2 separate regions of the Athene noctua genome follow, and region 2 is linked to region 1. The links are chromatin contacts, called in public Hi-C maps. All regions are on one chromosome and are shown on one strand. Each heading gives the region's core, a stretch centred on a gene start, on an enhancer-like site or on the middle of the called end of the contact. The rest is flanking DNA. Distances are from core to core; before and after follow the strand shown. Region 1 holds the start of CCT5 (chaperonin containing TCP1 subunit 5). Region 2 holds the start of SNRNP48 (small nuclear ribonucleoprotein U11/U12 subunit 48).

Region 1 (4,369 bases), core at 1,098-3,597:
AAAAAACCCCAAACCACAAAAAACCCCTTTGAAATATAACACGGTTCTTTTTAAAAGGTTTGCATTACTCTTGGAATTTGCCATGATGCAGAAATCTGAAACTAACAGATTAGAATGAAATTGATTTTGCAGCTGTTTAACTTCATGGAATTGTCCCTTTAGAGAAAAAGGATTCACAGTTTCTCATCCCCAGACATAGAGGCCATTGAGAAATTAGCCAAAATGAAACATCTTGGAGTGGTTGCTGAAGGCAACAATTTAACAATCCATGAAAACACTTTCAACCTGAAGTGTTTTTAAAGGAAACTTAAATACTCTTCTGAAGTTATTGTGACTTACACTTTAGAGCCCAGTGTTGTCTTTGCTGTCTGGATCAGAGGTTCAATGTTCTGTGGATCAACTGGAAAGCTGTCACTGATTTTGTCTAGATGCTCGATAGCAATGCGGGCTGCCTGCTCATAACCGTCTGCTATTCTGATAGGGTGAATACCACGGTCCAGTAATTGCTCAGCTTGTTCCAGTAACGCTCCAGCCAGAACTATAAAACAAAATTTTAAAAGAAAGTTGACTTTTCCACAGATTGATGCATCATTTTAATACATTCTCAAAAAATTAAAAACTACACCTTCTGATTTTTTTTTCTGTAAATTTTAATAGTTCAAGGTTTCTTAAATGAGAAAATAAGCCCCTACTTGATATGCTTAGAAAGAAAACTACCTTATGTTAGACTAAAAAGAAGCATGCGCATCAAGGCATGACAGATTGAAGATAATGGAAGAAAATTATGCATAAAAATTTTGAAAGTACAAAGAGAAGTCTCAACAGTAACTTAAAATGTAACCATACTTAGAAAAGACACAAAAGTGTCTTTCCGATTAAAAAACTTCTAATACAAGAACTGACAAGAACACCAAAGCAGTAAATACTCTAAAAATGTGCTTAAGACAAAGCTGCTGTTACTTCACACAAAATTTCTTAAAATAGCTCAAGAAACTTGATTTTAAAGTTGGAAAAGCTAAGTTAAATTTAAAACCTTTTCTTACCAACTACTCCAGTAGTCCCATCCCCAATCTCATCATCTTGAGATTTAGACAGCTCCACCATAAGCTTGGCTATCTGATGATCCACATCCATCATATTCAGGATGGTAGCACCATCATTTGTCACAGTCACCTCACCATCTTTGTCCACCATCATTTTATCCAAGCCTAAAAAAACATATTCAAGGCATGAAGGAAAAATCTAGAAAATCCCGATAAACAATTACTGAGAAAGAACCATTAAAATTATTTCATTATTACCATTGGGCCCAAGGGACGTTCTCAGAGTACTTGCTACAGCCTTTGCTGCCATTATGTGAGACTATAAAACAAAGGACAAATAAGAAACCATTATCATACATCCCAAAATCATAACATTAAGCTAGGAAAAAGTACAGGGGAAAATAAAGAATACAAATATTGTGATTTAACCGACAACAGGCAATTATGACTGAAAAAAATTAATACATACGTATTGTTTTTATGCCAAAAACATTTACTGTGCCTTCGCTTGCACAGCTAAAACACGTAAAAGCAGAGCAGCTACAACGACGGTCCAAGGAAGCAACAGAAAGCAAAGTGGGGGGGCAACAGAAGCAAGCAGCGGCAAAAGGAGAAGCCAGTGTAATTTCGCCCCTCTTCCATCAACCAGTACCTAAACCACATGCACCGTTAGTGTTTCAGCCACACGCATTCAGGCGAGGCTGCCAACCCGCTCAGCCACGGCCCTTCTTGGGAACAATGACCGAGCTGGGGGCGGCCGATACGGATCTAAGGGAGGGGGCTGCGGGGAGCCTTCCCGAGAGGCCCCCCGGAGACGTGGTCGCATTGACAGGGGAGACGACTCCGAAGCCACTCGACTCAGGCGCGGACTCACGCCGCGGGTGGTGAACTGCCAGCGCCGGGGCCGATGCCTTCTTTTTCCTGTCACCTCCCACACCTGTGGGCCTGGACCAGGCTGCAGGCGCCCTGCGCCTGAGGGGGGGCAGAAGACAAGCGCAGGACCACCTCGCCCCAGCAAGCGCCATCCTCCCGCCGAGGCCCCACGGCGGCCGCTCCCCGCCCCTGACGGCAGCATGGCGCGGCGCGGCCCGGCCCAGCCCAGCCCGCCCAGCGGGCGCCCGCGGACGAACCGGCGACCCCAGCAGCCCCCCGCTCACCTTGAGCGCCTCGAGCCCCATGAGGCGCGTCTTGCGCTCCTGGTCCTTAAGGATGAGGAAGGGGCGCCCATACTCATCAAACGCCAGAGTCCCCATGGCCGACATGGCTGCCGCTGCTCCCCCGCACCACACGCACGCACGCGCCGGATGCAGCCGCGCCGTGACGCAGCACGCTCGCCCCTGCCCCGCCCCGCTCTGTGCCTGCGCAGCCGGCAGCCGCGAGACACTTTTCGCGCGCGGGACCTATTTGGCGCCTCCAGCGGAGCTTTCTGGAAGCACCCGGCGCGCTGGGAGGCGCGCGGCTTCCGCGGCCCCCTCCGCCAGCTGGGGGGGCAGGGGGGGAAGCAGGCTCGATTAGACAGAATAGGGCCGCTAAGCGCGGCAGCAGCGGCCTGCACCGGGGGACGTGAACGTCAAGGAATAAAGACAGAGACACGGCGGGAGAGTGCGCGCTGCTCCACTCCGAAGCGCCTTCAGAAAGGTTTCTGTGTCCCCCCCCCCCCCCGCATAGCGCGGTGGTATTGCCCTTCCCTATAAATAATGGCGGCCGAGGAGGGCTGCTGGGTGGATTGAGGGGGGTTCGAGCTGTCGGGGTAGGTGGGTGGTTAGCTGAGAGGCCGCCTTGCTGGCAGCGTTGTGCTCTGGAGAAAAGTTCCTCCTGAGGGGAAGAACAATAACTGCTCAGGGACTCGGTTTCCCTCAGCGCGGGGTCCCGGGCGGGCCGTGGCAGGGAGGTCTTTGCCTGTGCTGTCTTTAAGCTGTACTGGGTGGGAAGAACTGCGGGCTTAAATGGAAACTGCTTCTCACTGTAATAGTAACATTTCCCTAGGGTCTAGGAATCAACTAAGGGTATATAAGCTTTTTTTCCCTGATGTCCTATCTCCCTGATGTAATATACTACTTTGTCTTAAGTGAGTACATAATAAAGCTATTAAAGAAAATACTCTCTCTGTCTTTAGGTGAGATGTCCAAGGCACTAGCAAACAAAAGCCATGAAGCAGGCCCACAAGAGGATTGTGAGGGCAGCTCCAGAAGGAGCAGGTGGGGGCTGTTGGTCACTGCTGGTGTTGGTGGGGCCTTGGTGGCACTCTATGCGGTGGTCACCCCCTTCGTGACCCCGGCTCTGAGGAAAGTATGCCTGCCCTTCGTTCCTGCAACTTCCACTCAGATCCAGAATGTGCTGAAAATGTTAGAAAACAGAAGTGGCTCCCTAGTTGACATTGGTAGCGGGGATGGCCGTATTGTAAGTTATGGACATTGCTGTCCTTTTGTATCACCTCTCAAAAAAGTGCCAAATGCTGCAGTTGTGGCTGCTGTTGTTTTCTTCTATTTATGAATGGCTTGTCTTTGGCATCTAGTGATTTTATTTCAGTCTTAAGAAAAGGCTTAAAGCTGAGAAAATTTTACATTTAGTTTAGGTGAGTAATTAATTATTTTTGCTCCAGTCTTACCTGCAGCTTGACAAGGTAGTGGTACGAAACGATAACCTCATCCTGTTGGCTGGAGGGAATGGCGCTGCATTCATGTGAAGAGATGTGATTAAAGTATTGGTATTATGATTGCTGAAAAGCTGTGATTCCACATAGGTTTACAGCTGCAGTGCGTGAGTCTGTGAGATTAAATAGCACTGGGCTTTTGGAGCTGCAGCTCTATGCTTATTGTATAAAAGTGATAGAAGAACAAAAGAACGAGAAATGAGTGATGGATGACAAAAAAACTGGTATTGTTAAAACTGTAGCCTTCACACCTTTGAGCAGTGCTGGCTGCCCCACTTCAAAATCAATGTAGTGAAACTAGAATAATTACCAAGAGAAACAATGGGAATCACCAAAGCCAAAGTGATACTGTGCTTCCAGGATGTTGTCTGAACCCCAATTTGTAAAACGTGGTGGTCAGGGTATAGTGGAGAATGGTGTGGGGTTTTTTTTGTAGTTGTGATGTTTCATGTATCGTTTCATAACCATCTGCTTTAAGTCAGTTTTAGCATCGGGCTGGTGAGCTAAATGGTTTTTTTTTAGTGGAAACAAGTAACTTCTTGAATGCTACTTTTGTCCATATTTCATGTGAATGAGTCAACCGTTTGTCCACACTAAAAATCTGATTTGTAAATCTAAATCTGTGAAGGTGGTTTAGATGGAATTGTACCCAAGTAAGAAACAGAAATGCACG
Region 2 (4,369 bases), core at 1,070-3,569, 200 kb before region 1:
TTTCCAGTGGAGATGGTCAGAACAATTTTTCCCAGCTGTTCTTATTTGATAAAATGTGCTAATGTTAGCGAGCGTACTCTAGTACAGCATAGATGAAATTGCAAGGGCAGCTGGGAAGTCTTCACTATAAGTATTCTGTATCCTGTGAAGTCAAAGATCCTCAGGCAAACATAGCTAGAGACAGCAAATCTCTCAAAGGGCTAAGATCCCAGCTGAGTCTCAGATTCACTGTGCAGGAGAGAAAGGGCTGTAATCTGCTAACGAAAACAGATGTACAAGAGTTATTCTGGCAGCTACATCTGTCATGCTGCCTGCCCCCAACCCTGCCTTGTTAAACCCACTCTTCCTCCTAGTCATATGTGCTTTTCTCATAGATGACAAAAATAGGCAAGCACAAATGTCAATCATGTGAAATTTATTCCTTAGGACAGACGTTCTTTTCTCATCCTCCATTTCAGCCTTACTGAGTCCTAATGGTCCCTCAGCCTCTAGGGGAAGCCTCTCGTAATTTTGGCCAAGTAACAGGCAGGCCTCCCAGAGGTGTGCTCCAGATGAAGCTCCCTCCCACACCGACCCCTACACTGCATGTGCGCGGGAGCAGTGCTGGGGAGAAACATGCATCCTGGCCCGGCACTGCGTAGCGTGCTCCTCGTGGATCCCCTCACCTCGTGTGTGGCGGGAGGCCGCTGGAGGGGCTGCTGGCTCGTACCACATTTCTTGTGTCCCAAGAGGGAAACTGGCATCAGGGTCTCGATGGCGCTGAGGAGGCCAATGTTCCTCCTGCCTTGTTGCTAACAGGCACATGCTTTTGTGGGCTGGCTCCTTCTCTGAAGCGCCCAGGCAGGCACACGCTGCACAGAAAAACCGGTCCTTGCTAAAGCTGGTGAGCAGTCCAGGCCTGGGTCTAGCGAAGAAAAAGTAGGCTGCCCTCAGCGTTTGCATTGCTCCTTTATGCCAGAAGCCCCAAAATCCCCAGCAAGGTATCAGCACCCTCACAGAAAATCTGCTGCTGCCAGACTCCTGTTCCCCAGAGGCCACACGGTGTGGGGCACCCCCCACAACAGGCTCACAGTGAGCCTGGGCCTGACCTGCTGCTGCTGAGGTTTGAGCTCACACCCGGGGCCAGGTTTCTGGCTGCAGATGCTTTCCTGTGGCTGCCAGCCCCTTCCACCGGCGCTGGGCAGCCCACTGCCATCTTCTGCTGGTGCCCACTGGCCTCGGCCCCACGCACCGCTGACCCTGCTGCCCCTCAGAGACCAAACATGTTCCTGGAGCACCTGGGCACAGGACTTCCTCTGGGCTCTGTGGGTCTCCCCCTTGTCCCTCAAACAGGCTTTGTAACCCAGTGTGCAAAAGCCAGTCTCACACTCAGAGCCAAGGTAATGGTTTTATCCCACAGCTAAGCAAAGAGGGATGCTAGGGGGTAATTCCAGAAAGCCAGCATGCCACGCCAAGGAACTACAGCCTATTTCTCCTATTACATGAATAGTAAAAACCTATCTAAGTTTACACTCATTGGTCTGTAATTACCAATCCATCTGCTATTGGTTAGTTATATTTAAATTAGCCTCACTTGCTGTGGAAATTAGCACGCGTGCTACTTGCGGGAGGGGACAAGTTTTTCGGTCTTGAATTGAGTCAGCAGTGGTTGTGATCTGCTCCTGTCGCCTTTACCTCTCCCCCCGTTTCTACATATTTTTGCAGACTTGATGCTTCTTGGGCAATCATCCAGCCTCTGGCGCCTTCTGGGGCAGGATGCTCACCTCTTATTAATCTTTTATCTCTTCAATAGTGAATTCGTTAGCGAGGCCTGGATCGTATCAGGCTTACACAATAGAGGCACGAAGTATCGGCCTTACACAGGGTAGCCGGTGACTAGCGGTCCTTGTGTCTGACGAGACCCTTTTGTACCGGCTACGTCCCGGCCGCCGCTTCCCGGCACTCGGAGAGCGCGGCGGGGCCCGCGGCCTCCCCGCGCCGCCGCTGCGCCCTCCCGCCGGCAGGCGGCGCCCTCCCCCCGCGCTGCGGGCCCTGCCGGCTGTCGCAGCCGGGCCGGAGGCCGCCTGCCCGCAGGTGACGGCGGGCGGACGGGCGGGCAGCGCGCCCCCTGCCGCCTCTCCGCCCTGACTCTTCCTCGGGTTTCCCGCCGCGGCGCGCCGGAGCTCTTACAATCCCTTCCCGCGCTAGGAAGGAGCGGGGCTGCCGGCCGCAGAGCGCGGGCAGCGTGTCCTCCCCTCCTGGAACCGGGCAAGGTGGCGCCGCAGCCCGACCGTTCTCTGTGGCAGCAGCGCCCTCAGTAAATATGGCGCCGGCTCCGCCCCCGGCGGTCACGGGGCCGCGGCGGCCGGCCCACCCTCCCGCCGCGCAATGGCGGCTCCCTGCGCGGTGTGGCTGGGGGACGCGGTAAGGCGGCGGCCGGGGTTCCGCCGGGGGCGTGGGGCGGGGGTAGGGGGTAGGGGTGGCGGTGCACGCTGACCCGTGTCTCGCTGGTAGGTGGAGCGGGTGCCGTGCCCCTACGACGTCCACCACCGCGTCCCCCGGGCGTCGCTGGAGAGGCACGTCGCGTCCTGCCGGCTCCGCAAGATGGGCTACTCCGCAGAGGAGGAGGTGGGCGCCCGGGGCGGCGGCGGGCGGGTTGCCCTACTCGGGGGGGCGAGGGCATGGAGCTGGCGCTGCTGCCCCGGGGACGGCGCCTGCCCGCCCGGCTGAGCGGGCGGCAGCGGCCTGAGGGCGCGGGCGGGGATCCCCGCTGGCCGGGGGCGACTGGGCGGCCGAGCCCGGAGCCGGTGTCGCTGGGGCAGCCCCGGGGCCTTGACTGAGCCGCTTGGTCCCGCAGGCCGAGATGTACGACTCCAGATTTTTCTACGAAAACCTGAAGGTTCCCACCGTCGCTATGGGTGAGCGGCAGCGGGGGCTTTGCCTGACGGGGCCGTCCCCGTCCCCCGGCGGCGGCGGGGGGGCAGCCGGGGCTGAGGGGGGACCCGGGGGGAGAGGGCAGGGGATGGGACTGAGGAGAGACCCCCGGAGAGGGGCAGGGGATGGGGCTGAGGGGAGATCCAGGCGGAGGGGGCAGAGTCCAGGTCCCCGCGGTAGCACACCCCACTGCCTCATCAGTTGTAAACTTTCCAAGGCCTCCTAAAAATACAGTGTTTCCATCCATTTACCCTTGGTATGCTTCTGTCGCTGTGTAATTCTGCTCTGTAGGTCACTAGGCTGTTTTCATTTTCAAATCCAAGGAGGATCTTTTTCTCCATCTTAGGTTATTTTCCAGGTTCTACCTGTGTTCTCCTTGCATCAAGTGCAGAAAGTGCACTAAAATGCATGCTCAGAGGTGGAAAGACTGGCCCTAGAATTTGGGGGTATAGGAATGGCACAGAAGGAGATTTTTCTGTAACTCAGAAATCCTTCTTTTTTTTTTTTTTTCCCTCAGTTCAAATATGGAATAGATTATATTTTTAGTTCAGACCTTCCCTTATGCATAAGTAAAACCACAGTGTTCTGTAACATAATACGTCTCATAATAGAGGCTGGGGAATAAAGACTAACTCTACCGAGTACTTGATGTAAAAGTTCTGTCATATTTTTGACTCCTCTGTCTGCAGATAAAGATCTACAGTTTCACATTGTTAAGCAAGCTAGAGCTCAAAGTGCAAAAGAAGGTACAGGCTACAGTGAAGGTACGTAACAAGCAGATACTGAGATTACTTTGTCAGCTCTCATGTGGAGAGCTGCACTTGTCTCCCCCCTCGGAGCTGCCTTCATTCCACTTGTGTACTGCTGCAAAGACTTTTTAAAATTTATTTTTAATATTCCTTCCCTTGTATATTTTGGAGCATAACTACTTTCTCTGCTCAGGACAATTAGATAAGAGAAAATACGAGTCTGTTATGCTCACATCTCTGGTTCTCTTCAGGAGTGGAAAATCAACAGTACAAAATTCAGGAGTCTCTTAAAGCACGCGTCCTTCACTTCCCATCCCACTACCTACCCTTTGCTTTCTGCCTGTGTGTTCCGATATTATCCTTCTGGTCTTTATGGCTCAAACTCTTTTAATGCTGCCTCCAGCTGTGTTCTTCATGTGATGGTTCATTTAAGGATTAATTGCTAGACATGAGCTGTGTGTGCTTGTCCACTACTTCTCAGATCAAAACCCAACATGTGTATTATTAGGTTGGATTGTTTCAAGACTGTCCTAAGAAGTTGTGTAAGAAATATCCTGATACATCTACAAATAGGATTGTGTCCTTTCCACTGCTCTCAGCTCATTAGTTCCTTTATGTTTCATTTTTCAGTGGGTTTTGTGACCAGTCTGGGAACCAGGTTAAGACTGAGCAGTGCTTCTCTTTTAGAATTCAGACCAATACAGAGC

What was found. Hi-C and Micro-C count contacts between places; a contact is called where the count stands out from the background.
Region 2: a Hi-C map of liver shows a contact between it and region 1, with 3 times the contacts expected there. The contact joins the promoter of SNRNP48 here to the promoter of CCT5 in region 1. A contact is called at or near these places in 2 of 2 Hi-C or Micro-C datasets (heart and liver).

The regions. Positions count from the first base shown.
Region 1 is chr2:79,309,474-79,313,842 of bAthNoc1.hap1.1, reverse strand. It overlaps CCT5 (chaperonin containing TCP1 subunit 5), which reads right to left and starts at 2,347. Exons shown (of 10, transcript XM_074897839.1): 1 at 2,201-2,347; 2 at 1,302-1,362; 3 at 340-538. The coding sequence starts at 2,305. It overlaps ATPSCKMT (ATP synthase c subunit lysine N-methyltransferase), which reads left to right and starts at 2,489. Exons shown (of 5, transcript XM_074899503.1): 1 at 2,489-2,681; 2 at 3,160-3,443. The coding sequence starts at 3,165.
Region 2 is chr2:79,505,539-79,509,907 of bAthNoc1.hap1.1, reverse strand. It overlaps SNRNP48 (small nuclear ribonucleoprotein U11/U12 subunit 48), which reads left to right and starts at 2,319. Exons shown (of 9, transcript XM_074897843.1): 1 at 2,319-2,403; 2 at 2,494-2,607; 3 at 2,837-2,897; 4 at 3,603-3,677. The coding sequence starts at 2,368.